2 separate regions of the Arachis hypogaea genome follow, and region 2 is linked to region 1. Evidence: chromatin contacts called from public Hi-C data. All regions are on one chromosome and are shown on one strand. Each heading gives the region's core, a stretch centred on a gene start, on an enhancer-like site or on the middle of the called end of the contact. The rest is flanking DNA. Distances are from core to core; before and after follow the strand shown. Region 1 holds the start of LOC112754584 (aberrant root formation protein 4). Region 2 holds the start of LOC112754588.

Region 1 (4,222 bases), core at 1,505-4,004:
ATGCTGATTGCCTTGTCTAAAAATCTGTTCGAAATGCCAGCAAACTTGGAGACGGCCTTTGGTAATTCAAAGGAAAGGGCATCAACAGCTTCCTGTCACAACACCAAATGAAGAAATGATCCAGAAAGTCACTCAAAAAAAAAAAAAAGAATTACTACAAAATTAGCGCACATCTAAACTACAAGCTTAAAATAATACATGATCCAAACATTAAAATGTTTAAGGCTTTAGGCTTTAGGCAAAGTATACTATCCCTAATCTCCCTTTTCTAGACCCATAAGAGGTTCTTGTTTAGCTAACAACAAGATGCTATCAATAGACATATTTCTCTATTCATGTTATTTTATTAACTTAGAATTTAGAAATCGTAGCTGCAAAACATGAATGAAAGGCCGAAGTTTAACCTCACCTGGGCAAGAGAAGGAGAACATATATATTGATGGATCTCAGTGAGAGCATCAAATGCATCATTCTGCGCAGGCTCATTGTTTAGGTCTGAAAGAGCGGCATCCGATAAAGAATCAAGGAAGTTGACAAGCTCTGAGATTGTGCTGTCAGACTCATGGATATCGCCAGCCTCAACCAGCTACAAAGTGTAAAAATCAAAGCATATCAAACATGCTTTTCATTTATTGCTCCCCAAACCATAACAACTATAACAATAACAAATTCTTCTTCCACTATGTGAGTTCAGCTAATGTATCTCATAATCCTATACTGTAGTAGTAAACTAGGTCTATACTAAAATCATTAAAATCTAATAAACTAATAACGCATTATAAAGCTTTTCTTTTTCTTGATTCATAAATTTAATTGCTTACTTCATCTATGCTCTAGCTTGATTAAATAAAAATGAACAAAAACAAAGTGTTAAGCTTGATCAAAGTTGTTAATTTCATTCGAGTTTAGAAATGATGCAAGCATTCAATTGAAACCAAATCAAATTAACTAAATAACAAAGAAAAGGGAAAAAGATGAAAGGAAAAAAGGTCTAGAGGTTTAGAAGGGATTGATCTTACTTTAGAGCATGATTGTAGAATCCTTTGAATGGTATTCTGAGTTTCAGAAGCTTGAAACGACACAGTTTCACTCTCTCCAGACATGGATGACATCAGAGTATTATGAACAGAAATCAGAACCACTGCAAGTCTCCCTCCACAGCTTCAACCTTTACTACCCGACCATGCATCACCACCATTTCCATCAAGGGTTACCAAATCCCCTTTTTTTTATTTTTCTTTTTTCTGGAAAAAGATGCCAAGATGGTGAAGAGAAGACAAGTTAGCGTGCTGCAATTTCAGTTAGCAACACTGAAGAACCAGGTGAGGACAAATCCGTCTTTTCGGCGTCTAAGCAGCAGGGAGTGAGACTGTGAGAGTGAGTTCCAGCAGCTACTACTCACTACTGGTCATCAAACCGTTTTAGTCACTGGTTCACTGATCCAACCGGTCCAACCGTGATTCAACTGGAAAAATCATTTTAGAATAAAATAATAAATAAATTATAAATAAACATTCTAAAATATAATTATATTCTAATATAAATCTTAAAATATCTTCCAAATTTAAAACACTACATGAAATATCATCAACTAAAGCTATATGATCTTATCAAAATACAAACTCAAAAGTTAAATAGTAAAAAGAAATATTTAAATATTAAATGCCAACATAAAAATTTGTTATCAATCATCAAAATTCGCAAAAACTTGTTAAGAACTCAACATTAGAAGCCATTAGTTTCAACTTTAACAGAATACAATTTCATGAACAATTAGGGTAACTCTTGGTCTGGGGTCTGCAGGGCACATTCTTCGCTTAGGTTTATCAATGATGACTTTCCAACATTAGGGTATCCAACTATTCCAGCTCGAACCTTTATACAGTGACATGAATAATTCACTTCAACTTAGTTATATTCATTTGAAACAAGTACTAACGAGTGAGAATTAGTGTAAGACTTAAAAAGAAAAATAAACTTATCTTTGTAAAATGAAAAATATAAGAAATAGACTAAAGATTATACACAGCAATCACATAGATTATTTTGGTTATGCAATTTACTGATCCAAACTTTCACTCAAACAATGTGTAATGCTGCAACAGAGAAAGAAGTACAAAATTACTACCCATACGGTTTAAATTATGTTTTCCTTGTATGGATATTAGATAATGAAAGGAATTCTTTTGAGCAATAAGAGAAATTCTTTTGCCAAATAATTATTAAAGGAATGACACAACTAAAATTGACAATTAATTGTTACATAACCCAGTGGACGAGGAAGCATTCCAATTAATTAAGTGAAAAACCCAGTAAGTACTGAAAAATCAAGCATCAACCAAGAAGTTTGCATAACAATACTTGTCATTCTCATTCCAACCAAGGTAACATTACTGAACAGATAAACGACCTCCCTCACCTTATCATCCCCGCACTCGCGACGGCGACAACACACGAGCCACCAGACCTGACACGGGGATCCATCTCTGTAGCGAATCTCGCCGGGAACAGCGCCTCGTCGAGCCTTGCGGAGAATGCAAAGTCGAACGCACCGTCGAAGAACGGCGGGTTGTGAGGGTCAGCGCGCTGGACAAACGCCGACGAACTAGTGGCTGGCGCCAGCAGAGACGCAGGGAACCTCGGAGTGGTTAGAGGCGGCGACGGTGTTGTTGGAGAGGAGAAGCAACAGTTGGAGGCAGGGGAAGAAGGGGGAGGCTGCTGAGATCTAGGGTAAAATTGAAAAATTAGGGTGTTTATTGTTTAGTAAAACGGCATCGTTTAGTAAGAACCGGCCAGTTTCGGATCCGATCTAACCGGCCGGTTCTTGGCCGGTTCAACAGTTTCTAGCCGATTCTTCAATTGTCGGTTTTGGATATAAGACTGGACTATTAATACCGTCGGTTTTCGGTTAAACCGGTTCGACTGGTCAATTCGATCTTATTTTCAGAATCATATATTTTTGTATTATTCAAATTTTTAATTTATACTGTTATTCGGGCATTCAAGGAAAAAACTTATTGTTTTATTAAACTTAAGATAATTTATTAATAGAATATGATTTCTATTTATTATTATTATTTTTATATATAATAAAATTATAAAGGTAAGATTAATTAAGATAATGGTAAATTATTAAAAATATACTCGAATTATCTTGATAAAAATGTCTCTAAATTTTGTCATAAGCAAAATTAGATTATATTACGTATATACTAAAATCAACCACAAGTATAAAATACATGTTAGAATATAAATACATATTAAAAATAAATTAAATCACACATTTATTTATATAAAAATATATTGATAGCTAATTTTAATAACTAATTTTAGTGTACGAATAGCATTTTTAGACAAAAATACTCTCTAATATTTTAAAAATCTGTCAAAAAAATTCATCCATGATCGGAGATCTATTTTGTTAAAGAAAAAGAATAACGTGGCTCATTTGTTAAATGTCAAAATCTCACTTGCCACACAAGAAGCTCTAATTATCGCATCACTGTTAGTTCACCCGTGTAAATTTTTATCATATTTTTAAAGGTTAATCACCAAAAACGCTCCCAAATTATTTAAATGCTAACAAAAATACACCCAAATTTTATTATCGAAAAAAATGCCTTTAAATAATTTAAAAACACAACAACAATACCCAATAGTAAATATATATATATATATATATATATATATATATATATATATATATTTTAAAAAATACTTTAGAGATTGAATTTTGATGTGATTTTTTACCAGCATAATTAAAAAAATGAGATATTATTATTCTTAAAATTTGGTAATTTTTTATAAGTATATATTTTTTTGTGAATTTTTAAAAGTATTATTATTTATTAACAAAAAAATTACAAAAAAATATATACTCAACGAAAAATCACCAAATTTTAAGGATAATAATATCTCATTTTTTTAATCATGTTTGCAAAAAATTGTATCAAAGTTCAATTTCTAATGTATTTTTTGAGAAATACATATTTAATGTTAGATAATCTTGCAAAAAAACTAATATTAAATATGTATTTCTCAAAAAATACATTAGAGATTGAATTTTGATGCAATTTTTTGCAAGTATGATTAAAAAAAAGATATTATTATTCTTAAAATTCGGTGATTTTTGTTAAGTATATATTATTTTGTAATTTTTTAAAAGTATTATTGGTTGTTAACAACAAAAAATATAAAAAAATATATACTTAATGAAAAATCA
Region 2 (3,730 bases), core at 684-3,183, 440 kb after region 1:
CACCGCAGATATCCGACCTATGAAGCGGGGTGGTATGAAGCGGGGTGGAAGGCATGGTTTGAGTTCAGTGGTGGCCAGGTCAACGGTGGATCTTTAAGTGGTGGTGAACTTCAGCTTGTGTCCGTGGCCGAAGATGTTCCAATCAGTGGGTATGCTCCTCTACCGACAGAAACTGGCTTCCATGTTCGAGATGACAGCTATTACCGCCGAGTTTTTGAACCGACTTGGGGTCCCTTTACAAAGTATGAAAATTTCTGGAAGCAGGTGGGAGTGAAAACCCAACACTCAGTAGCCACACAATCTCCTGTTGAAGGCACGACCTCACAAGGTATGTATTCATAAGTTAATGGAGTTGGTGTTCATATTATGTTGGGCAAGTTGAAGCAAATACAATGTTGAGCGTATGCATGCTGTTTTTATTTTAATGCGGTGGTGTATGCAGATGCTGATGTCATACCCTTGTTGCAGGAGGCCGTTGCATCCTTGGAAGGCCGCGTGTCACAGTTTGAGGCTGAAAAGTTGGATCTTTTCATACAACTATCGAGGATAATCGAACAACTCTCCATACTGTTTAACCTGAAGGAATGCCAAAAGTAAGAACATGATCCCACTGTGTCCCGACGGGTGGGGGTGTCTTTTGTTGTGAATTTTGTCGTCGACGGTGGGTCGTCGTGTTGTGTAAGCTTCAGCGAGTCTGAGTCCCGTGAACATGTATTACTTGTCTTGTTTTGACTGTCATATATGATGTTACTACTTTGGGATGAATAGAATGGTAACCAGATAGTGATGTAGTTAACATCGATAATATATTTTTGTGTAAACCTGTACGATTCATTGATCATGTGTGCGAGAATAATAGTTACTTCAAATTCTAAAACATTGAAACTATGGAACGGCATTGGCTGTTCTATAAATGGCGGAGTGTGGAGCGTGGGGTGGGGAAGGTACACTTCAAAAATGTTATAAATTTTGCAACTTAATTCGTTCAGCGCGTCATGGGGGTTTAGATTCAAAACTTGGTGGTAGCAAGAAAATATAACTATCACTGAGAAAAAAAAAGGATGGTTACTGGACTAGAATAATTATCCCCCATGTACCTAAGTATTCGTGAGAGCATTTTTAAATGGTGTGATTTCGTGATTTTTTTTGTGAAACAATAAGTAAAGGGGTTTTCTTTTTTTCTCCCCAACTCGTAATCGATAACGAATCTTACATGACTTAGCTATTGGCAAAGAAAACCAATCAATAGCGTGTTTGTAGAAACACTAAGTCAGACCTCGTGCTACCCCCTATAAGTGATCTCACGTGGAGTGCTGTGCCCATAGAAACATACACATCAAAGGAGTGACATCGCGTGCAAGACAGTCTAATGATTTCATAACGTGCCCCTTTGACTTGCCCCACATTTTAACAGGTAATAAAAAAAATTGTTCTGTTCAATGATGGAAGAGCGGAGCACAAAAATTTTTTTCCATGCAGATGTCCACAGTTAGAAATTGTAAGCCATTAGAACCTCATGTTGGTACACAACTTAAAACTTTGGGCTTTTTTGGGCTATGGCTGAAATAAATTTGTTTTATTTTGACAAAAAAAAAGCCCATTTGGGTAACCACATCATGTGTAAAGCCTAATTTTTGGAACAAAATGTTTATGTAGACAACTTAAAAACCCTTTTTCCCAAAACCTTCGTATAAAAGAAAAAATCCCAAAAGCCTGATAATATGCCACAGTTGTGTTCGTTTTCTTTGTATATTCATGATTGTCGTTACACTTCATGTGGTGGTTACCAACATCGAACGAAAATTAATATCTTGGTGTGTGTGTAATTTTTTTTAAGGGGTTGTTTATAACAGGTGGCCACGGTTTAGAAACGGCATCTTTGAAATAGCTTGTTCGTGAATTTCATGATAAATATTCAAATTGAATTTTGTATCAACCCTAGGGTTTGACACAATGACAACGACCTCTGCAGCGGCTGTTCTTTTCCAAGGTCTCTCTACGGCCTATCTAACAAGCTTCATCATATCCTACCTATTTCTCTAATGCAATGTAAGCAAGAGTAGCAATTTTCGACTATCATAAAAGGCAAATGAAAACTCCCTCTCTTAACAAGTTCCACCTTTCTCCCTCTCTTTACACCTTCTCAGACAATAGCCAGAAAAGCTTTGGAGCAGGTGTAGCTAGGAAAGCATGGACGACAACGCAACCAACATTATCGATGTCGACTCTACAAAAGAAGGGGAGGACGATGCGGGGAATGTGATGGATCAAGATGCTGAGTGACCCAACGGCAGAGACGTTTGTGGTGTAAATGTGACAACATTTTTTCATGGCTGTAATTTTTTTCCTGATTTAGTTGCATTTCACGTATAATTCTGTAATCTACCTTACCCCTTTCCGTTGTCAACAGGCTACTGTTGCCGCTGCTTTGGTGGAGCTGAATAGGAAAATGAATGAATTAAGTAAGAACCTGATGAAGGTGTTAGACGTAGGTCACTCCCTCATAACATCTAAAAAAATGTGAACATCGTGTCTATGTTTTTACCTTTTTCATCTCTATGTTTTGCAATACAGGCACATAAGAAGGATGCAGAACGAGTTGGTCGTATGGATGATGAAATGAGGCAGGGCCTCGCATTGGTTGAGGCATGCATGGAAATATTCATACAGCCTCAACATGGGGCCCCATCTGAAGAAAGAATGGTTCCGCCAAATGTTACCGTCACAGCCATCGATAGCGTGGTCATGGAGTGTACACGAACCCCCTTAAGGCATGCAGCTGATGCGGTGGGAAGTCGTACCGACTCTGGAGGCACTAAGATCCCACCGAAAAGAAGTGGTGGTGATACCCCCTCCTCCCAAATCTTCATGGCTCTTGGAATGAAGGGACCATCATTTTTGGGTCTATGATGCAAGTAAAAGCTACAACTGCACTGAAGACCCCACCACCATACCTCGGTGCCTTTGAGGTGAGGGCCTCCCCTGCAGTTTAATAGTCACACCTCCCTACCAACACCAAGGGACCAGTGAAGCTTCATCCTTTTTTATTGCTTAGGGTTTGTGACCAATGAACGTTGTTGTCTTGTAATGTAAACATGTTTATGCTTCTTCCTTCATGTGAGACTCGGAGATGGCATTGGAACTTCCGTTAGCCATTTTTGGTGTAAATCTGAATCCATCAAAACTTCCTAAACTAACACTAGAATCATCGGAAGAGATGAAAAAATTCGGAAAGATTCGAAGGCCCCCAAGGGAGGCGCCCTCCCAAATCTCCTCTGCGCTGGTTGGGGTCGTTTTCCTGCCGGTAAGTTCTGGTTGTCAATCTTGTTTACATGCAATAATCCATAACTCATACTTGTAATCTAAGCAATGGTTATATTGTTTTTTTAGTTTATTCATTTGAGATTCAAGATAACAAAGGCCATGCGGTATTGTTTGGAAGAGGCCCATTCAATAGCTTACATATTCGGAGACTCCATGAACCCTAAGGAGACGCTATTTAAAAGAGGTGACATGAAGCTCGACAGGGAAGACTTCAACTGCCTGCTGCCGGGCCAAGAACTATCAGCATACATTATGCAACTCATGGCGTTGAAGACAGCTTGGACACAGTCACAATTGCAGCAACACACAGTATGGTCACTTCCGTTAAACTTTTCAATAATGTTTTCCAAGACTTCTGAATCCGCTTCGTTAGTTATGCTTCGCTCTTGCTCTAAGCCAAAAACCA

Evidence for each region. Hi-C and Micro-C count contacts between places; a contact is called where the count stands out from the background.
Region 2: a contact with region 1 is called in a Hi-C map of an unstated tissue, with 7 times the contacts expected there. The contact joins the promoter of LOC112754588 here to the promoter of LOC112754584 in region 1. A contact is called at or near these places in 3 of 8 Hi-C or Micro-C datasets (leaf and an unstated tissue).

The regions. Positions count from the first base shown.
Region 1 is chr16:104,137,837-104,142,058 of arahy.Tifrunner.gnm2.J5K5, forward strand. It overlaps LOC112754584 (aberrant root formation protein 4), which reads right to left and starts at 2,755. Exons shown (of 15, transcript XM_025802266.3): 1 at 2,420-2,755; 2 at 1,020-1,465; 3 at 410-586; 4 at 1-92. The coding sequence starts at 1,112.
Region 2 is chr16:104,580,584-104,584,313 of arahy.Tifrunner.gnm2.J5K5, forward strand. It overlaps LOC112754588, which reads left to right and starts at 1,934. Exons shown (of 10, transcript XR_011874396.1): 1 at 1,934-2,049; 2 at 2,148-2,313; 3 at 2,411-2,488; 4 at 2,575-3,304; 5 at 3,391-3,633. It overlaps LOC112754587, which reads left to right. Exons shown (of 2, transcript XR_011874395.1): 1 at 1-328; 2 at 469-805.